Regions from separate parts of the Gossypium hirsutum genome. Here all the other regions are linked to region 2. Evidence: chromatin contacts called from public Hi-C data. All regions are on one chromosome and are shown on one strand. The core of a region is the stretch at or near the end of the contact, and the rest is flanking DNA. Distances in the headings are between cores, read along the strand shown.

Region 1 (2,700 bases), core at 35-2,534, 590 kb after region 2:
AAAAATTTAACCAAAAGAACTTAATATTGTTAACAATTGGACCTAAATTTTAAAATTTGAAAAATAAAGAGACTAAATTCCCATAAATAAAAGTATTATGATTAAATTTTAAATTTATGAAGAGTGCAAAGAGAACTATGAATATTTTAACCTAAACTTTGATTAGGTATTATTTATCATTAAATTTATATACAATAAATTATTATAAAATATCATCTTATTACAAAATAGATTTCGATTGTGAAATGAAATGCAACTAGAGGTACTCATAGATCGGGTCGGAGCTATGCAATGTATTTAGATCACCTTTTCAAGCTTAGGTTTGGCCCGAAAAATGAGTTTACTTTTTTGCCCCAGTCTGGCCTGATTTAATAAAAGTAAAACCAAGCTCGACTTGGCTTACCATATTTGATTTTTTAGAATGTTTTTATTTAAAATTAAAATTTTTAAAAGATATAATGCACTAAATGCACTAAAAAAGGACCAAAATAAAAATTTTCTAACATATTAAAAATATTTGTATTAAAAAACACTGCCATAAAAATAATAAATGTTTTATTATATTAAATAAACACAAATAAATATAATAAATATTTTATTATATTAAATATAAAATTTTATATTTTATATTTTGGGTTGGATTATTTAGTTGGGTAAGTTTTGTTTAGGTCTTAGGCAATGGGTTTAATTGTTATTGGATTAATGATTTAATATGAATATGAATATATAATTATTATTTAACATATATAATTAAAATAATAATATTTTATAACATAATATTGGTGCTGAGCCGAGCAGGGCTTGGGTAAAAACAATTGTGCCCATGACTCGAACCATATAGAAAACGGGTCTCAAATTTATACAAGCTCATTTTTTGGACCTCGTATTTTGTCCAAACTCTCTCATTTTTAAGCGGGTCTTCGGGCTTAGGTAGGTGGCCCGGCCCATGAACAAGTTAAAATGCAACTATAATATGTAATATTTTAAAAAATATATTTATTTTAGGTTTGGGACACTAAAATAAATTTTAAAAAATATTAAAAATATAAAATATTTTACGCACAACTATTCAAACAAAAAAGAAAATCAATTCATTTTCTAGAATTATTTTTCAAAAACTGCGTTTAGTGAGAGAATTAAAATTCAAAGCAGATTCTGGATAGGTTTAGTTCAACGTCCACTGTTGGCCCATGTTTAAAAAGTTGCTCACCTTACTTTTGGGCTCCTTTCAAGCCAGTATGTTTGGGCCTGTAATTTTAGTCTTTTAATGTAATAAAATAGGAAAAAAGAAAACCCCTCTAAAATTAACGTTTCAGCTTTCTCTAGGCGGTTTTGCAACCTGACCACCGGCAGCGGTGGCAACTTTAACGCGCCTTTTCTCTTTTCTATCTTACGATACGATTTGCTTTGTTCACCCAAATTTCTCTTTCCTTTTTATCCCAACCTTGGATTAATACTCCGGTAATTCAAGACTTCTTTGATTAAAAGTTTGGTTTTTTGGGGCCTTAATTTTTAGTAATTAGGAATGATAGAAAGGGCTCGAATTAAGCTGAGCCCATGGCAGCAGGCGGCGGTTGCAGTAGGTTCAGCGGTGGGTGCGTTGCTCGATCCACGAAGGGCAGATTTAATAGCTGCTTTAGGAGAGACAACTGGAAAGCCTGCTTTTGAAAGGGTTCTTGAGAGAATGAGGAGGAGCCCCGAAGGCAGAGTTAGTCTCTCTTCCTATCACTCGTAACCTATGTATTCATTTGAAATCATTTGAAAAAAAAAAACAGCAGATTTTATGGCTATATATAGAAATGTAATTGTTCGAGTAATTTTGCAGTTAGAGGGATTTTGTTTGAGAATTCATAATTTTGAATCAGAAACTTAAGTGGGTAAAAGACAAGTGTGTATATATATATATATATGGATTATGGGAATTGTTTAAGTCGTCAATGGAGAAACTTTGTGTTCTTGGCATTGGACTAGCAAAGCTATCCCTTGAAATATATGATTTAAATACATAATCATAGTAACGTTGCTATCTGGTAATCGAAAATGCTAATTTTAATAAATTAGTGTTTCTAAGTGTTAATTCTATTATTTAACTTTAAAGTTAATTCATGGATGTGATCAATGTGATATTATTTGCTTTAAGTGTTCTTAGAATTTAGTGAAAAATGCTAGATGACTAGATACTCTAGCTCTTTGTTGGTTTTTGAGGAATCAACTGTGCATAGAGTTACCCTTCCTGTTTAGTAAAGTTAGTAGTATTTATATGTTAACATCATTTTTAGCAATTATTGACTGCAATTTCTTCATTCTTTTTAATGTATATTGAGTTTGTTTAAGGTGCAGATTTATTCCTTTTACCTCTTCTGGTCTTGATTGTTATTTGATAAAATAAAGCCCTTTGTTATTATGTCTTTCTTGGAATACATTGCTTTGTTTTGCACCATATCCAATGCAGTGGCCAATTTGGAAATTTAGAGCTTAATCAGAGTTCATGATGGGGAATTCTGAGTCTGCCTGTGAGATTAGTCCATTGCATTCTTTTTTGTCAATAAGCTGCTTGATGGTTCAAGCATCTTGTTTTCATTGGTCTTCCTCATCCATATTGTTCAAAGTTGGCATGAGTAACGTCTTCCAAATTTCATCCATAACCAAGTCATTTTCTTTAATAGGCAGTGCTCCTTGAGCGGCCACGGGTTATATCTG
Region 2 (2,700 bases), core at 56-2,555:
AACTGAATTAATTTTTTATATTATTTATTATATGAAAATTTTAAAAATATAATACATCAAAAATACTAAAAACATTCAAATAAATGTTTCCTAACAATTTGAAAATAAATTAAAAATATTTATACTTAAATAACAGTAAGATAGGTGTAATTTAACAAGCAAATGTCTCTAAAACAACAACAAAATTAACAATAAAATAAGAGTTATACAATACGCAGACAATAATAACAAAATAATAGTAATATTATAGTAAAATGATAGCAAAATAGTGAAAAACAACAAGAAAACAATAATAAAATAACATTTTTTTGTCTTTTTGCTAATTCGGGCCAAGCTCAAGCCAAAAGAGCCTTACTTGAGGCCCAACTTGTTTTTTAAATGGGCCTCATTTTTTTTTGTCTAAGCCCATTTTTCGGACTTATATTTTTGTCCAAATTCTCTCACTTTTTGAGCATACCTTTTTGTCAGCTCAGGTGGCATGACACATGAACAAATCTACTTTTAATAAACATGAGAGTCATAATATATATCAAACTTATCTTGATTTTGATGAACATCTATCTAATAATAAAATATTTATAATAAAAACAATATATTTAAACAATTTATATTTAAAAAATTATTTTTAAAAGAATATAATTTTTATATATTTTTAAAATGAATTTATAAAAAAAATTATATTTTTGAAAGGACTATAATTTTCAATAAAAATGTTATATTTCTCCAAATTTTCCACGAGAAAAAGAAGAATTGCTCGTAAGGACCTCACTTAGCAAGTCAAATGTCAACAAACAATCACATGGCAGCCCTTGGTTGGGCAACATGCCACATCAACATAAAATATGACGTAATCAAGGTTAGGTACCGAAATATTTAACGAAAACAAAAGTACATGTATGAAATTGGACATTTTGAAAATACATGTGTCACATTAGAACAAACCTAAAGTACAAGGGCCTTTCTTGCCATTATCCCATTTTAAAAATACGAAAAGTATAGATACTAAAGAAAATTAAATTGAAGAATACGCATAATATAGGACTAATAGCTTAATTTGACTTAAGGGACTCAATTTATATCATTCGGGTCAACTAGAAGTTTAAAATTTAAAAAGTACAACAATAAAAATTGGCCAATTAAAGTAGCTGAACTAATTCCACAACTAACACATAATACAGGGACTAATAACAAAATTTAACATATATTCATTAAAATGAACTATTGGTAAGTTGGGACTGAAGGCCCAATCTTGACCAAATCAAAGGGCCCAAATATAAGAAAATCCATAAAGCGCAAAAATATGATGGAAGCTTAGTGTTCCATTACATGCCTTTCCATTCAGGTCGGCGGATTCCTCCTAACGCGACCTCCCTCTCTGCCTGTCTGTTATTCAAATCTCCGACCAAGGTAATTTACTTAACTACGGTTTTCAAGTTTTTAGAACTTTTTGGCGGTTTAATCTTTGGTCCTTTTTCTTACTGCTTTTTGCAGGATTCTTCTGATCCCTAATTTAATTCTTTTGCAATTTTTCTAGATTATTTATTTTATTTCTGCATCTTGCTGAAATACGATCTGGGTTTCAGTTATATCTTCCATATAGTTTCCTATAAAACTATACATGTCTTATGTAATCTGAAAACTTTGAAGAATGTTACAGTATTAGCAAGTATATGTAAAAATTTGAGGCAAAGGAAAATCTTGATTTGAATTACTTTTTTAATTTATGAACAGTGAGATTTCAAGGAACTGCAGCTTAGCGAGCTGCGGTCTAAACCCAATTTTGTAAGAAAAAGACTTTAAAAAAAAAGATGGCATTGGTGGTAATTTGTGGGCAGCCGTGCAGTGGGAAGTCGACAGCTGCGAAATGTCTAGCTGAAGCTCTGAATGAATCAGAGTGTAAACAGACTGTAAGGATCATCGATGAGACTTCATTTCATCTTGATCGTAATCAGAGCTATGCTAATATGCCATCAGAGAAGAATTTACGGGGAGTGCTTAGGTCCGAAGTTGATAGGTCTGTCTCCAGAGATAATATCATTATAGTTGATTCTTTGAACAGTATCAAGGGTTATCGATACGAGTTGTGGTGTTTGGCTCGTGCTGCTGGGATAAGGTACTGTGTGTTGTACTGTGATGTTAGAGAATCGCAATGTAGGAAATGGAATGAAGAGCGTCGGGAGAAGGGAGAGGCTGCATATAATGATGTGATATTTGAGGATTTAGTTAGAAGATTTGAGAAACCGGATAGAAGAAATCGTTGGGATTCACCTTTGTTCGAGCTATGGGCTCATAATGATGGAGTGGAGAGATCTTCTATTGCCATTGTAGATGTGGTTTCGTATTTGACAAAAAAAGCAGACTCGAAATCTCGGGATGTTAAGATTTTGCAGCCAACCATTGCCACACAAAATACCCGGTTTTCAGAGGCAAATTCACTGTATGAGATGGACAGAGCCACGCAGGAGGTGATTAATGCTATTGTGGAAGCACAATCCCAGTCAATTGGAGGACCTCTTGCCAGTATCTCCATTGGTCAAGGTTTACCGAATATCGATATTTCTAGATCGGTTGGGTTGCCGGAGCTACGGAGATTGCGGAGAACATTCATCAAGTTAACAGGACAAACAAGTTTGAGTGGACGACCTCCCCCTTCCGATTCCAGCAGTGCAAAGAGGATGTTTGTAGACTATCTGAATCGAG
Region 3 (2,700 bases), core at 117-2,616, 680 kb after region 2:
AAACAAATCTTTTTATTTTATTAGTAGTCAAATTATGAATTTAGTCAATTTTAGTCTTATACTTTTCAAATTTTAAAATTTTAGTCCTCTTAATTTAAGCAATAGCAATTAAACTTGTTAGGTCAAATTTTGCTATTAGTCTAGCACTATGTGTAAATTGTGTATTTAGTCTATATTCAATTTGATCATTTTTAGTCCCTATACTTTTTGAATTTTCAAATTTTAGTCCTGGCGCCGTTAAATCCATTAACTAAAATAACATGACTTTTTTATAAGTATTATGTGAAAATAGCAAGTTGACATATTACTACATGTGTGATAATGTTTGCCAAAAAATATAATTTAATAAATTGTTAGTCTACCATTTGGGTCAGGATTAAACCTGATTATGGGTCGAACCATCTTCCCAAACCCAAAGGCCCGCCCGAAAAGTGGGAGGGTTTAGGCAAAAATTTAAGCTCGAAAATAGGCTTGAACAAAAAATAAGACTCGTTTTCTAAACAAGTCGGGTCTCGAGTAAGATTTTTTTTGCCTGGGCCCGACCTGACTCAAATTTGCCTAAATATTTTTACTGTTGTTTGCTATTGTTTTGTTGTTGTTTACTGTCATTTTGAATCTTGATGTTGTTTTGCTACTATTTTGCTATTATATTACTACTATTTTGTTGCTACTGTTTGGATATTGTATAGATATTGTTTTATTATTAATTTTGCTACTATTTTAGAGGCATTTGTTTGTTAAGTTGCAACTATTTTAGTGTTATTTAAGTATAAAAAGTTTTTTTAAATGTTTTTTCAATTGGTTGGAGAACATTTATTTTAATGTTTTTAGTGTACTTGATGTATTATATTTCTTAAATTTGTTTTTAAGTAAAAATAATATAAAATTTTTTTACATGAGCAGGCCATTCGGGCTCGGGTTTAGCACTTTTATTAGGCTTGGACAAAATTTTAGTCACATTTTTTGGGCCAAGCCTGGGTAGAAAACAAGCCTAAAGTTTTGCATTGGCCCAGCCCGACTCATGATCAGGTTTAGTTAATGACTAAAATTTCAAAATCTGAAAAGCAAAATGGAAAAAATTAAAGAATAGAGTCTAAACATGCAACTTAGACATTGTAGAAGGACTAGTAGCAAAAATTGACCAGTATTCAAACTTATTTCTTTTTTATTGCCAGAAACGGCTTATGGTATTCTTAGGGCCAATGTATCTATAATAGGCCCAATTAGAAGGAAGGAATTTCTATGAGTAGCGGGCTGAAGACCGACTCCATTTGAAAAATCATGCTGAAACCTGGAATGGCCCAAAAAATTACAATCCAGTATACGACACATGGCGGGGCCCATTAAATTTCCGATTTAACAAATTACAGTTATTCTTTCTTTAGCGCCGACGGCTACCTGCGAATTCTGCGTTCACTGCTCTGACCGCTCTGACATTTTCATGCACTCACACTCTCCGACCGGAGACAGGAAAAAAAACATGGAGCAACCGCTGACGTCTCGAAGGACCCGTAAATCTCAAGCGAAATCCGAGCTATACTCTACCTTTGTCATTCATTCCGGTTCTGAATCCGATTCCGATTCTGGCAAATCTAAACCGAAACCGCAACCATCTCGTGACCCGGACCTTTACGCCACAATGGTTTACAAAGACGTTGACGAAGAAGGTGAAGATGGATCTTCCATCCCTCCTCCCTTCAAATGTGCGCCGAAACTCTTTGGCGGCGGAGGGGGCACTCCTTCCGACGCCGAAGATGGCAGTGGCGATGCAGGAGATTTGGGAACCATGATCGTGAAAAGGGATCATGTTCGTGAAGCTCGCTGTGGAACGCCGTCTTCGTTTAATCCACCGGCCTTAGCGGGGGTGAGCCCAATTAGAGCAAGGGGAGATGAAATGGACGTTGATGAGGAAGAGGAGGATGAAGGTGAAGGTTTTGGGACGTTCGTGGTGAGATCAACGGTGAGGAACGAGAGAGAAGGGAGCGGGACGGTGGTGAACAGAGCGGTGGCGAGTATGGGAGAGCTAGGTTTTGGGAAACAAAAGACATCTACTTCGACGACGCCTTTGCAAGGGGAAGAGAGTCGGTTCTTGCAAAATAATAAGGTTTTGTCGAGTTCAGTTCCCGACTGCGTTATCAGAGAAGATCCTTCCACAAAATATGAGTTACTCAATGAGCTCGGTGAGTTTAATCGCAGTGATAATCATCGTTATTCTTATTCTCATATAATCGTGTTTTTCCATGCTAATGCTAAATGAACTATATTTTTCTTTTAAGGAAGGGGATTTAATTGATTTTAGGGCCATTAAGACCAAAAGAAAAGCTGATATTGGATTTTTGGGTGGCAGGGAAAGGATCTTATGGGGCAGTTTATAAGGCTAGAAATATAAGAACTTCCGAGCTTGTTGCCGTTAAAGTTATATCATTAAGTGAAGGGGTGCGCATGATTTTCTTGTTTGTATTTGATATACTTGATGGCATTGACTTGATTAATCAGCAGTCGTGATCGATCAAGTAATTTTTTTTAGGAAGAAGAGTATGAAGAAATTCGTGGTGAAATTGAGATGTTGCAGCAATGTAGTCATTCAAATGTTGTCCGGTACTTCGGGAGCTACCCTGGGGAAGAATATCTTTGGGTTGGTGTTATAAGCATTTTTCTCCATCAAAATTTAGTTTCAATTTGGAGTTAATTTCAGTTTCT

What was found. A called contact is a pair of places that touch in the nucleus more often than the background predicts.
Region 1: a Hi-C map of leaf shows a contact between it and region 2, with 2.1 times the contacts expected there. The contact joins the promoter of LOC107887417 here to the promoter of LOC107887355 in region 2. A contact is called at or near these places in 5 of 34 Hi-C or Micro-C datasets (hypocotyl and leaf).
Region 3: a contact with region 2 is called in a Hi-C map of leaf, with 2.6 times the contacts expected there. The contact joins the promoter of LOC107887414 here to the promoter of LOC107887355 in region 2. A contact is called at or near these places in 4 of 34 Hi-C or Micro-C datasets (all in leaf).

What each region holds. Positions count from the first base shown.
Region 1 is chrA03:68,282,436-68,285,135 of Gossypium_hirsutum_v2.1, forward strand. It overlaps LOC107887417 (ubiquinone biosynthesis protein COQ4 homolog, mitochondrial), which reads left to right and starts at 1,285. Exons shown (of 2, transcript XM_016811654.2): 1 at 1,285-1,708; 2 at 2,667-2,700. The coding sequence starts at 1,526.
Region 2 is chrA03:67,689,453-67,692,152 of Gossypium_hirsutum_v2.1, forward strand. It overlaps LOC107887355 (protein KTI12 homolog), which reads left to right and starts at 1,306. Exons shown (of 4, transcript XR_005916689.1): 1 at 1,306-1,407; 2 at 1,732-2,700.
Region 3 is chrA03:68,374,101-68,376,800 of Gossypium_hirsutum_v2.1, forward strand. LOC107887414 (germinal center kinase 1) reads left to right here and starts at 1,367. Exons shown (of 18, transcript XM_016811651.2): 1 at 1,367-2,180; 2 at 2,348-2,436; 3 at 2,528-2,635. The coding sequence starts at 1,442.